Linked DNA regions of Sus scrofa: regions 1 and 3 are each linked to region 2. A link is a contact called in public Hi-C and HiChIP or PLAC-seq data. All regions are on one chromosome and are shown on one strand. The core of a region is the stretch at or near the end of the contact, and the rest is flanking DNA. Distances in the headings are between cores, read along the strand shown. Region 1 overlaps LOC110255683 (a long non-coding RNA gene). Region 2 overlaps TRPM3 (transient receptor potential cation channel subfamily M member 3). Region 3 has its middle 67 kb from the start of KLF9.

The links. Hi-C and Micro-C count contacts between places; a contact is called where the count stands out from the background. HiChIP or PLAC-seq counts read pairs in DNA pulled down with a chosen protein or histone mark.
Region 1: a contact with region 2 is called in an H3K27ac HiChIP or PLAC-seq map of skeletal muscle, with 4 times the contacts expected there. The contact joins two enhancer-like sites. A contact is called at or near these places in 10 of 47 Hi-C or Micro-C datasets (embryonic fibroblasts, heart right ventricle, liver and 5 more) and 2 of 2 datasets of contacts at active chromatin or transcription factors (alveolar macrophages and skeletal muscle).
Region 3: a Hi-C map of subcutaneous adipose tissue shows a contact between it and region 2, with 2.4 times the contacts expected there. The contact joins two enhancer-like sites. A contact is called at or near these places in 9 of 47 Hi-C or Micro-C datasets (brain, embryonic fibroblasts, heart right ventricle and 5 more) and 2 of 2 datasets of contacts at active chromatin or transcription factors (alveolar macrophages and skeletal muscle).

Annotation. Positions count from the first base shown.
Region 1 is chr1:223,795,107-223,799,512 of Sscrofa11.1, forward strand. The region is part of intron 2 of LOC110255683 (a long non-coding RNA gene); the gene reads right to left. Among named protein-coding and RNA genes, the nearest start is that of KLF9, 50 kb to the left of the region's middle. Within about 2 kb of position 3,000, at least 7 of the 83 cell types and tissues checked have an H3K27ac peak or open chromatin away from gene starts, as enhancers often do. A contact at or near this core is called in retroperitoneal adipose tissue and skeletal muscle, where this site is marked.
Region 2 is chr1:223,897,172-223,901,628 of Sscrofa11.1, forward strand. TRPM3 (transient receptor potential cation channel subfamily M member 3) reads right to left here. Exons shown (of 27, transcript XM_021074417.1): 22 at 1-41. Among named protein-coding and RNA genes, the nearest start is that of KLF9, 150 kb to the left of the region's middle. Within about 2 kb of position 2,475, at least 37 of the 83 cell types and tissues checked have an H3K27ac peak or open chromatin away from gene starts, as enhancers often do. A contact at or near this core is called in liver, omental adipose tissue, retroperitoneal adipose tissue and 2 more, where this site is marked.
Region 3 is chr1:223,812,279-223,816,562 of Sscrofa11.1, forward strand. No RefSeq gene overlaps it. Among named protein-coding and RNA genes, the nearest start is that of KLF9, 67 kb to the left of the region's middle. Within about 2 kb of position 2,548, at least 17 of the 83 cell types and tissues checked have an H3K27ac peak or open chromatin away from gene starts, as enhancers often do. A contact at or near this core is called in liver, omental adipose tissue, retroperitoneal adipose tissue and 1 more, where this site is marked.

The sequences.
Region 1 (4,406 bases), core at 1,750-4,249, 100 kb before region 2:
CCTACCCAAGGCATATGGAAGTTCCCAGGCAAGGGGTCAAATTGGAGTTACAGCTGCTGGCCTACACCACAGCCACAGCAACACCAGATCCATCCGAGTTGCGTCTGCAACCTACGCTGCAACTCACGGCAATGCTGGATCCTTAACCCAACTGAGCTGGGGGCGAGGGATCAAACCTGTGACCTCATGGGTACTAGTTGGGTTCATTTCTGCTGAGCCACAGTGGGAACTCCATCAACTTATTATTACTTTTAATAGCAGTGGATTCTTTTTTTCTTTTTTTGTCTTTTGTCTTTTTAGGACCGCACCTGAGGCATATGGAGGTTCCCAGGCTAGGGGTCAAATAGGAGCTGTAGCTGCCGGCCTATACCACAGCCACTGCAAAGCCAGATCCAAGCTGTGTCTGTGACCTACAACACAGCAATGCCAGACTGATGACCCACTGAGCAAGGCCAGGGATCGAACCCGCATCCTCATGGATACTAGTCAGATTCGTTTCTGCTGAGCCACAGCGGGAACTCCAAGTCTTGTAGATCTTGTTCACTGCCGGAAAGTGGGAGATTCCTGCAAGAGTGTCTTTACTTCTGAGATGCTTCTAGTTCCTGGATGTTCCTTGTCCCCTGTGACCATTTTTATTTTTAAAGTCAGCATGCTATCAGAATATTGGTTAATTAGTTCATTCATTCTATAGACGCCCATAGAATATTTGCTATGTTTAAGTTATTGGATGGTTTTTAGTGATTGGGAGATGAGTAAGATATGTTCACTGCTTTCAGAAAGTTTACTGTCCACTGGGAGAGGCAGAAATATACACACCATCTACATAAACATAACACATGTATATACAAGTAATACAAAGGAGGTTGGTACATGTCCAACAGAAGGACAAGGTACAAACTGGGAAGGCAGAGTATTACAGAACAAGATGAGGATTCTAATAGTTGGAAGTTGGGTCATAAGCAGTCTAGACAGCAAAAGAAAGAAACTGTGAAAATAGATGGCCTTTATGGTTAATTGAATGTATCATACTCAGGTATTAATGAGTAGTTCTTGTGGCTGAGTAGTTGATGCTAGGAAGAAGGAAAAAAATAGATTAAGCCTAGATTGGGGATATCTACTTCCTCATCTTGTGCCCTCAGCTAATCTTTCTTGCTGAGTGTATATGAAACCTCAGAATCTTTCTCAATGCAATTCTCCAAAAAGCCACCACTAATCAGTTGGGGTTGGAGCTTGAGATAAAACCATCTGTCATTCTTTGCTTGGGCCTTAAATCTTATCCTCACACATTTGTATTTTATTCTGTTGTTTTGGGTGAGTTATTGCATGTTTCTAAGAATCAAGATGATATGAGTGAATGACAGGATTCAACCTATGTTTCTTTAAGGTAGTTGATGGTCCTGGGAAGGATGCATGGAAAAGGTGAGAGACTATATCAATCTTCTAGTGACGTGAATGGGAGGGAAAAGTGGGTTGGACGGATGAGACACTGGGTAGGTACAAATGATAGGACTTAGTGATTATACAGGAGGGAAAGAAGACTTGAAAATACTGAGTTTTCTCATCTGGGTTACTGAGATAAGATGCTGCGATAAGATGGTCTGAATGTGTCTTTCCCCAAATCCAAATGTTAAAATACTAGCTTTCAAAAATGATGGTATTAGGCGCTGAGGACTTTGGGAAGTGCTTAAGTCATGAAGGTGAAGCCCTCATGAATGGGATTAGTGCCTTATAAAGGAGACCCCCTGCCTTCAGGGATCTCTAACCCTCTCCATCATGTAAGGATAGAATAAGAAGTCTGAGACTTGGAAGAGGGCCCTCACCCAACCATGCTGGTGCCATCAACTTGGACTTCCAGCCTCCAGAGCCATGAGATACATATCTATATAGATCTATCTGTCTATCCATATCTGTTACTTATAAACTACCCAATCAGGGCTATTTTGTTATAGCAGCCTGAACGGAGTAAGACAGAGGCCAAGAGAAGGAACACAAGAAGAGTTTTTTTTTTTATTTTTAAATAAAGGGAAAATGATAGGTTGAGTTTTAGATAGGCTGAATTTGAGGTTGTATGGGACATTTTATGGAGAGAATTCCAGCCAAAGAAATACATGTCTGGAGTTAAGAGTTAAAGAAGTAACTCAGGATTCAGCCACATTAAAGGAAACATTGAAAGCTTTGGGAGTTGATGTCATCACCTAGAAAGAGAGCTATGCAGGTCATTTATAGGCTTGTGGAAAAAGTTAGCCTGGTTACACCTAAAGAGTTGCTTACACTAAAGAGTTGCTTACACTAGGAAATATTACAAGTTTTTAACAATATGGTTACCACTAGTTAAATCTTGTCCTCCACTCTTGTATCTGATTCTTCTTTAATACAGAAAAATAACTCACCTGAATGGAACTTGTTTGGTGTCTGAGTATTAAGGAAAAGAAGGAATTTTTCTCTTGCATACCCTTTAAGCCAGTATTTATTACTTTTTTTTTTTTTTTTTTTTTTTTGCTATTTTAGGGCCACACTAGTGGCATATGGAGGTTCCCGGGCTAGGGGTCGAATCAGAGCTGTGGACGCCGGCTACGCCACAGCAATGCCAGATCCGAGCCGCATCTGTGAACTACACCATAGCTCATGGTAACACTGGATACTTAACCCAATGAGTGAGGCCAGGGATTCAACCTGCATCCTTGTGGATCCCAGTCGGGTTCGTTAACAGCTGAGCCACAAAGGGAACTTCTATTTCTTACTCTTTTGATGGCTGATCATGACCCACAGTGAGAACTATGTTTTACACACACATTATAACTAAAATAAAGGGCTTTATGAAATAATATCTAACTAAATCTTCTGCAGTTATTGTTATTTTCAGTTTTAGTCTATTCCATTAAAAAAATGGTTACTTGGGTCCCAGTAAGTTGATATTACAGCCACTAATATGTGGCTACTTGCAGTGTGCAAGACGTGGGGATTAAAGGGCTGTGGTTTCTGGAAGTCCACTCTCCCTCTAGTGGTTGGCATCTTTCAGGAGAGAACAGAGCTTATTAGTCTCAGCTCAGCCTGAGGACCCCTTGGAGAAGAGCTTAACTCCAGCTCCAAAGGCTTCCCTTTTCCTGTAGGAAGTTTTAGCTTGGGAAGGAAGTCTAGGTTAATTCTACCAGAAAGGTTGCTTGTGTTGCTTCCAGATGCAAAGACTACCACCACTATTACAGCTGCTGCTGCTAATTATAACACTTAGTGAGTGAGGCACTTTACATTCATTATTAACACAATTCTTCATAATAAGCCTCTGAGGAAATTATAATTATTACTTCCATTTTACAGGTGAGAAATACTGAGGCTAAGGGAGATAATGTGCCCCTAATCACATAGCCAGTGAATGGTGAAGCTGAGTTTCAAATTCAGCTTGCAGAATTGTGACAATAAGCTGTATTTCTCTTGTGTGTCTATTGGTAAGGCTTGGTATTTTCTCATGGTACTCTTTATTCCTTCCTTCTATGGAGTCTCCATGCATTTCAACATTTCTTGAACATAATCAAATATCTGACATGCATTCAGGAAGTGGAGGCAGGAAAGGTAGCAAGAGAGAGAATGAGTAAGGGTGGGGCAGGTTGATGAACAGGCTTTTGAGGCTGGGTTGGAAATGGCTGTCTGAAAGGGTAGAGGCCAGGCCCTCATCACCTTTGCCTGGCCACAATGTCTGGACCAATTCCCTACTTCCATCTTCGTCCCAACAGTCCTCCACACCCCCATCTCCACAAGGCTTATCTTTCCGAAGCAGCACCATCATCCTATGTCATGCTTCCGGCTGACACTGCCAACTCATCCTGTCCCAAACTGAATGCTTCCTCCCTCCCTTCAGTGCTAACTTGCCCTTCTCAGCCCACCTCATGTTTCTTTTCAGATGGCCATTCCAGACTTGCAATTGGCCCCACCCTATCTTCCTCACTCCCCATCCACTATTTCCCCTTAGGAAGCCCAGCCTAGCAAGTTGCCTCCCTGTCCCTGGATGCGTGTGACTTGTCTGATCTCAGTGGCTGTGCCCATGCTGTGTCCCTGTTGGAACGCACCTCCACCCTCCACCCCTTCCCCTTGCTGTACATATCCATCCCGCAGGTCCCAGTTCAGATTTTGCCTCTGCTCTTATGGTTTCCCCTGATCTCTTCTTTTATCTTTGCATCTTTGCTTTCTATCATCCATTTAGGAATATCACCAAATACTGTAGATTATTTAAATGATTCATGTTTATACGGTCATCCAGACTCATTCGTTTATTAATTTTAAAACTATTATTGATTTGCCTATTAAGTTTCAGACACAGGAAAGGTAATGATAACGAAGGTAAGAAGAGGTATCCTAACTCCAGGATCCAGAAAGAGAGCCAGCACAGTATAGTAGAGAGCCGCTGTTTTTGA
Region 2 (4,457 bases), core at 1,225-3,724:
TTCACTTTTTGTAGCAACTTCCCTGGCTCTGACATCAGGATCTAAGAGGCAGGAAAGAAGACTGGGGTTAGGTCTGATTTCTGTTTTTATTTTCAGCCCAGCTGGAAAGTGCTTGGTCTACTAGCTGCATCAGTAGCTTGTTTTGTCCACCTGTATGTACTCAGAGGCTGGCTGGCCTCAGCTTAGCTCAGTTGTGTATAAGTACTGAGTTTGATCCTTTGGGATGCGTAACATTTCTAAGGCATGCATTAGGGTTGTGCTATAAATTATAATTATTTCTAATGCCCTGCAAATCTCCAAAAATCCTTTTTCATCCCAGGAAACAGTGTCACCCATATTGAATAGCTCAAGCCACTAATTTAGGACTCCTTCATTCCTCCCTTTCATGCCCATATCCCCTGCATCAACACAACCTATCACCTCTGTTTCTAAATACAATTTATTCCAACCACTTTTCAACCACCTCCATTGAGGCCACTCTGGCCTAAGCCACATCAAACAGCCCAGATGATTCCAACAGCCTTCTAACTGGCATTTCTGCTGCCACTGTTGCCCACCTGGCCTCAATCCATTCTCTGAGTAGCTCAGAGAAAGCCAAAACAGCCTAAGCCATGATCTGGGTAGTAAGTACACAGTTGCATGGGTAGGGAAAAAAACTCATCAAGCTGTATGTACTCATGGGTTTGTCTTCTCACAGGTGAATCATACCCCAATTTGAGAGATTTGAGACATACGAACAACAAAAATCATGGCAAATTATGGTAAGTGATGGCTTCCATTACAAATACAGAAAAATCCAAACTCCTTATGGTAGCTTCATTTCACATCCCACCGTATTCTTCTTGCTCCCTTCCCTGAGGCTATAGTATTCTGCTCTTACGTATAACAAGGATATTTGCACTTGTTCCCTCAAGTTGGGCATTTTCTTCTCTCAGATTCTTGTTTATCTGGCTCCTTCACATCCTCAAGTTCTCCCTATAAATTTCCTCTTCTAAGAAAGAACTCCCTTGATCACTCCCCCTGCAGTGGTCCCCACATCATCAAGTCACTAATACATTATCCTACTTTATTTTTTTGAAGATGTTATCACTACATGGAAATCTTGTGTGTGCACGTATGTGTGTCTATGTGTATCTTGGCTGGATGGCTATCATCTATCCATGCATCCTTCTCAACATCCCTCCATCTCTTATCTTGCTCTCTCCCCTACACTGTCAACTTTGAGGACCGACTCTTTGTTCCTCAGGGCCTGAGACATAAGAGACAATAAATATTTGTTGGCTATTGGCACAGACACCTCACAGCACTTCTCCACTCCTTTGTATATCCCAGCTTTGGGTGGTACTCTTATCTTAAATCTAGAGTACTTCTTGCTGCCACACTATGAAATGCACAGTTGGAGAGTAGGAGTTGCCACCCATACTGTACCATAGCCCACCCCAGGACATGAGGAACCTTGAGAGGCTACGTAGCAGGGCTACTTCACGAATCATTTGTGTATACCTCTGAGATTTCCACCTCCTCAAGCCATGACTCACCCCTTTCCTGACTAAGGACCTCTCAACAGAGTGGAGAGCAGAGACTGGGCTCAGGTCTAATCAGCAGCTATTTGAATCCCCAAGACCCCTTTAATGGCTTGCCTTACCCTGAAATATTAAGGAAGGGAGGTCATAATAAGAAAGGACTGGGGCTTGAGCAAGATACCAGGGGCCACCTGGTAGCCTCATTCCTCAACCCTGGCCCTTAGCATGTACCAGAAGCACCTGGAGGGCTGGTGAAAACACAATTGCCTGGGCCCATGCTCCTGGCCTTTCTGCTTCAGTATGCCTGGTGTGGGGTTTGAGGATTTCCATTTCTAACAAGCTCCCAGGTCATGCCAGTGACAAGTTGGGAGCCACTGTTCTACGCATGAGGAATTCCTGCAGCAGTTATTGTTCTGACGGCTTCTGGCCCCCAAGCTCCATCTTAACTAGCAAATGGTGCACATGGGCACGCAAGCAAGTGCTGGGGGGTAGTGAATGCTTTGGCGTTTTTCTATCCTTTTGCTAAGGCTTATAGTATAACTTTTTAAAACAATGAAATTTTTGTGAAATCACAACATAAAAAAAGATCAGATTGACTGGGGTGAGACAGGAGTGAAAAGGGCACCTTCCCTTCTCCAGCCAGCTCTTAGGTACCTTGGGATTCCAGGGCTCTGAGGAGTGCTCCAGTTTGCAACCACTGGGGGAGTGGAAAGAGCAGTGGACCTAGAGCTGGGTCAGTCCGCTTAAGACCCACCTCTGCTTTGCAGCTGTGGAATGCAGGAAAATTGCTTAATCTCTGAGTCTTAGTTCCCATACCTAGTCAAGTGGGGATGTCTTCCCAACCACCATTTTCCCAATGGAGCTGCAGGAGGCAGCCCCACAGAAGAGAAGGCCCGCCTACCTCACGGGAGAGCAGTTATGCGCTATTAAGGGATCACCAGGCTTGTTTAGTGACTATGCACATAAGTATGTGGTGCCGGGAAGGGGTGGGCAGAGTGGGAAACCACAAAGCCCTCCTTGTATAGCCCTGGGAAGGCAGGGAAGCCCATGAAACTTTCCCCTGTTTCCAGGACCTTGTGACTGAGGTCTGGGGGGCCCGAGTGCTCTGAGGCTGCGCAAGGAGGGATCCTAGGCACAGGAGCAGTTCTTACTTCCCTAATGAGCCCAGGGATGCCGGGGAATTGGCAAGGGGGCCACCTCACCAAGTGGCTGAAGAGGGAAAGGTCAAGTACTTAGGTAGCCAATGCTTCCAGCCCCACAGCTTCTTCTTCAACAAGGACTCTAGGTTGACCCCCTGCTGACCCCAGGCTAAAAAGCCCTGCCCGCCCTCCCTGCTGCTATATGCTGCCTCAGGAGAAATAGATAGCCAGGCCTTGAGATTCCTGGCAGCCCGCCGGCTTGGCAGCCTCTTCCAGAACAGTCCGTGGAGTACAGACTGCTCCCTGTCTTCTTCCAGTCTAGTCCCTGGAGAGATTCCAGTCGCCCTGCTCAAGTCTTTCCCTTTTCTGCTTATCATGGGGAGGGAATATGCATCTGGGCTTTAAATCACAAAGCCAGCGAGCTGGCACTTCACAGCAATAGAGGCCCTAGCAGCAGTGGCCTCAGTTCTCAGAGAGCTACACAAAGACCAGAGCGAATTTATTACTGTTTTTCAGTTTACAAATGGGAAATGCACAACACTGGTCAGGAAGTGGATGGCATTATGAATGGGAAAACCTAAGTGTAGACAACTAGTTGGAACAAGGCAAAGGCATCCATTTAAAAAAAAAAAAAAAAAAAAGCCCCTTATAAAATGGGGCCAGTGTACCCACCTCCAAACTCTCAGGATGGGGGCATGCTGGTTAGAATTTAAATTCCCCAAAGCGCTTTAAAAACCCATGAGAAGGGCTCTAAATATTTATGCATATTTTTTTAAAAAATGACCCCAATTTGATGGCATCTTTTTTTCCTCCGGAGAACATTTTAAAGCTAAGCCCTATGACAGTAAGGTCCTCTTAACCTGTCTTAGTAATGAGGGCAAGGGTGAATTTGTGGGTCTGTAGGAATTTTTACTATGGAGCCCAATATATTTGCTCACTCACTATAGGACAGCAAGCAGGGTTTTTCCACAGCTCTTGAGATTGCAATAGACTTGATAGGGATTAATTCCTCCAGAAAATCCTCTCCAGCTGACTGCAGTTCCAGGGGAAATACAGAGGAATCCTCATACCACACGAACCTGCTTCCCTGATGGGCTTGAGCATGGGATTCAGGAGTGTTGGGCAGGGTTGCAGAGCCCTCTGGTGGATTACTGCTTGACTACATTCTCTCAAAGGGTTCTGAGTCTATGATGTCTCCCAAGGCTAGCTGTTACTTCCAATAAGTCACAGGAGGGTGGCTTTTTGATGGCTCCTGGGACAGTATGGGGTTGGAGGGAAAAGAGGGGGATCCATGCCCTCAGCCTGAAGGATAAAAAAAATATGTTCAACTTGCCTAGGGCTGGTGCAGAGGCTGGCACGTAAGAAATGGGAGTAAGAAATGTTGAGAAGGAATTAACCAAGGGAGGGAGTCAATTAGTGAAAAAAAGCACAGTTCCTCTTAGAGCTGCTGAAATGCATTTTCAGAATCACAGGTATTGGAGGACCGTGTGCACAGAGACCCAGAGTTAAGGGGTTAGAACAGGAGTTAAGAGCTGAAAACTTAAAAGACGTAAAGAAAAATTTTTCAGTGTAGAAAATATTTAAAAGGCATGTTTATCAGAAAAGAGAGGTGTAAATAGCCAGTGAAAACAAATGGAGAATTTCTTGAGGGCAAGAGCTATGCTAGCAGAAAACAGACAAGAGTCTAAGCACGGGTGGAGTTATAACCTTATAAACGCACACCAAAGTTTCCCAGGTTTGTCTGCAGCCCTTGAAGCCAAGTCCTATATTTCTTTGGCAGCATTAGAGAAAGTTT
Region 3 (4,284 bases), core at 1,298-3,797, 85 kb before region 2:
ACATATCTCACTATTATGAATGGAGCAATTCCAAACTCCTGTCTTGGCATTTAAGACTTTCTACCACCTAGTGGCCTCCTCACTTGCTTCTGTCTCCCACCGCACTGGGATGGAGTGAGTGCCTGAGTGAAGCCTGCAGCCCACATGAAGGCTGAACCCATCCAGGCCCTCACCCCATGTGTCCTCAGCACTTGAAACTAGCAGAGCCAGACTCAAGTTCTGACCACCCAGGCCCAAGAACCCACCTTTTTTTCCTGATTGGTGGGTGGGGTGTTAGGAATGGGTGAAGGAGGTGACTCTGGGTAGCTTGGCCATTTCCCAGGGATACCTGCCCTGGTCTCCCTGGCATTGGAGGTGTGGAAGAGCTGGTCATAGATGTCTTGCTCTGGTTCTTTTAGGTTGACAGATTCTGTTGTGACTGGGTTTAGGTGGAGAGATGAGAAAAAGCGAGAGCAGAGAGGAAAACAGAAAGAAAATTGGGGAAGAAAGATCAGCCAGAAACAGAGAAAAAGGCAAGTCAGTGTCAGGGAGACCTGGAGTGGGAAGGGGAGGGGAATACATTTAGGGACCCCAGAACTGGGTGAGAAGAACAGGATCTTCCTCCTCTTGCGAGTGACTCCCATTATGTCTGTGCTTCCCCTACTCCCACACCAGGATATGCAGCCCCCAAGCCCTCACCCCTCCACCCCGGTTATCCTCAAGTGGCCTGCCTTAGTAGGTCAAAAAGCAGCCCCAGCCCAGAGAGTATTCCTCCTTGGCAATCTCCTCTTTGTGCTGTGCCCAGCTTTGTTTTCGTGTTTCTGGTTTAGTTTGTTTCAGTGGGAGGGACTGACTTGTGTCTTGGAGGAATTATTCCCAGCATTGGAAAAATGCCCAGCCCAGAGCCAGGGCCACATCCCAGTGCAGTCTGACCTTTCTCAGGATGGCCTAGAGCCTCCCCTGGACCAGAAGTTGCCCTTGGCCATGAAGGCACTTGGAAGTGGACTTGACCCATGTCTGCTGTCCTGGAGCCTGCAAGGGCCAGGGGCCTCCTGCCTCCTTTTAGGGCCCCTGACTAGCCAACTAGGCCTCCCTTCCTCAGACCAGGCTGGCAGCATTCTGTTTTGAGGCACTTTTGAAAATCCCTTGCTCTCCTAAAACTGAAGGCAGGGGCTAAAGGCACAAGGTGGTATCAAGAAAGTTCCAGATACTCAGCTTCTCTAAGACCTGGGATTTGGCTTGCATCCAGGTGAGGGTGGTTTGCTGCCCTCTGTTGTCTAAACATGATCTTTTCACTCATGCCCTTTCATGAAGACTTCTCACCTGGACCACCCTAGCGACTCTCCAAAGAGGCCTCTTCCTCTAAACCTTCCCCTCCATCCACTCTGTCTGTGGCCACTAGATCCATTTCACTAAAGGCCCTGTCTTGTCTTGTTATTCCTCCACTCAGAAACCATCAGTGGCTCTTAGCACCCATGGCATAATTAGTTTGTATAATCAAAGTGTTTGTGCTTCACCCCAGAGGGTATGAACCCCATAAATTCTGACTTCCTTCCCTGAGGACAGGACTGGGAACTGGGGAGAAGGAGGGACAGTATGCTGGGGACCCTTTCTCCTGCCCATGTCCCATTCTCAGTTGGTCCTGGGATGATCCTGCCTTTTAGCCAAATATCATTTCGACTTGGAGTTCTGTCTCATCCTAGGCTTCCATCAAGCCTTCTAACAACCTTACTTCTATGAACCGAGAAAGGTAACTGAGAAAGGAGATAAAGAGTAAGTTGGTGATGGCTAGTTCTTGGCACACATGCTATCACATCTCTCCTCCCTCACCCGTGGCAGATGTGACTAGTCCATTTTTGTCCAATGCGCCCAACAGAGTCCTCAAAAAATCTTTTCAACACTACTCCAGACGGCCCCTACCAGTCAACTGAATTTAGCAGGTGAGATGAAATCTGTTACCTCCGCACCCAGCTCTTCCAAAGAGTGAAACTTTAAACTTTGTTGAGATTGGATACAAAAAGACATGCATAGGCCACTAAAGTGGACCCACAAATGGCAGGGGCTCACAACTGAGGGATAACTGTATTTTGAGATTTAACCAAAGATTTCCCCCTCATTTCCTTGTAAATCCTAGGCCTTCCCTGATTTCGGGATAAGGACATTCTGCTTCTAGTCTCTTGGTGAATGAATGACTCAGCAAAAATACAGGGGGGCTGGTGCTGGGAGAGCTAAGGGTCAAGTAGAAACAGACTTTTGAAACTCCTGGCAGAGGTGGTAAATTGCAGAAAGAAAAAAAAGAGAAAAGCTCAAGCTTTGGAGTTTCAAAAGCATGAACAAGGGGATTCAGAGCCTTGAGAATACATGATGAATAGCAAAAAGAAAGAAAACAGACAAACAGGGAAAAGCTCTTCTTGAGTGGAAGTCGGAGCAGGGAGGAGTGACCAGCATGGTATGGAATGTGAAGGTCTTCCCCTAAACTCTGAGTTTCTCTAAACTCAGGGTAGTGTGAGAACTGCAGACTGGGCCCTGTGCTTCCGAGGGTGGCATGAATGAAACCTGGAGAGCCAGTGATCACCAGACAAACCACAACAACATAGCGGAAGACAGTATGGGGAGCCCCCCCATGAGGCCTGTGTGGTAGACGATGACACGAAGAACCTGGCGACTCGTACCCCTGAAATCCTGGGGAGTTCTGAGAAAATGAGAATCTCTAGGAATCCTTAACTGAGATTAAATTCCTGCCGCTGAGCATGGGGGAGTTGAAAAAGGGAAGTTACATTTCGTCACAGGAAAGGAAAGAACGTTACATCATGGGCCCCTGACTAGCCAACTAGGCCTCCTTCCTCATTACACATAGAAAGAATTTGTATGCATTACACATAGAAAGACATGCCCCCAAACTGTAATGAGGAGGTGACATTTTCTGGCTCTTTTGTCTTTTTTCCTTTGCTTTTCTATTTTGGCCACCCTGCCACATATGGAGTTCCCAGGTCAGGGATCAGATCAGAGCTTCAGTTGCAACCTAAGCCACAGCTGCAGCAACGCTGAATCTTTAAACCACTGTGCCAGGCAGGGATCAAACCTGCATTCTAGTGCTCCCAAGACACCTCTGATCGCTTTGCACCGCAGTGGGACCTCTTGATTGTGGCCTGGGAGGTGTATCAGAGGTCTCTGGTAGGAAGCAGAGAGGGAGGCAAGGCTCCCGCTTGTCTGGAGCGCTGGCTGTGGATCTGGTCCTTTACTCCCGAAAGACCTTCTCCTGCCTCGGAGAAGATGCAGCTGCCATGAGAGAAGCAGGGAAGGTGGCAGGGACAGCCCTGACACGCAGAACAGCTGTGTAATCAGGACTGCAGACCGAATGCACTGCACGGATAGGAGATTTAATGAGTCAGCAAGGTGAGGCCTGGGCCAGTGGATTTTTCCTTAAGTCCTGGAGCACTATAGATATGTAAACTAGGCCTCCTCAATAAGAAAGGAGAGCAGAAAAGATTTTTTGGCTCATAGAGGGTAGTGTATTTCCAGCCCATTAGCCCTGAAAGAATAGGTAGATTGGAAATATAAATATTTTAAAGAAGGGGTTAATTTACGGTTTCTTTCTTTTTTTCTGGCCTCACCAGCAACGTATGGAAGTTCCCAGGCCAGGGATCAATCTGGCACCACCACAGAGACAAACTGCCACAGCGGGAATTCCAATTTAGGATTTCTTTTTTTTTTTTTTTTTTTTGGTCATTTTAGGGCCACACCCACAGCATATGGAGGGTCCATGCTAGGGGTTCAATTGTAGCTGTAGCCGCCAGCCTATGCCACAGCAACAGCCACAGCCACAGCAATTTGGGATCCCAGCCGCGTCTACAACCTACACCACAGCTCACAGCAATGCTGAATTCTTAACCCACTGAGTGACGCCAGGGATCGAACCCGAGTCCTCATGGATGCTAGTCGTGTTCGTTAACCACTGAGCCACAACGAGAACTCCCAATTTAGGATTTCTTAACATTGGCATTACCGGCATTCTGGGAATTCTTTGCTGGGGGACAGGGTGCAGCTGTCCTGCACACTGCAAGATCTTTAGCGACACCCTGGGCCTCTGTGCATCAAATGACAGGAACATCGCTCACCCCAGTTGTGACAACCAGGAGTGCGTTCAGATAGTGCTTTATGTCTGGGGCTTGGGGAAATGGGCCAAAATGCCCCCAATGGAGAACACTAGGTTAATATTCACCCCCACATGGATCATGGAATAGGGGTCATATAAAAAGAAAGTAGGATCTGTAGTGCAGTAAGTCTGGAAATGCTGAGTGAAAA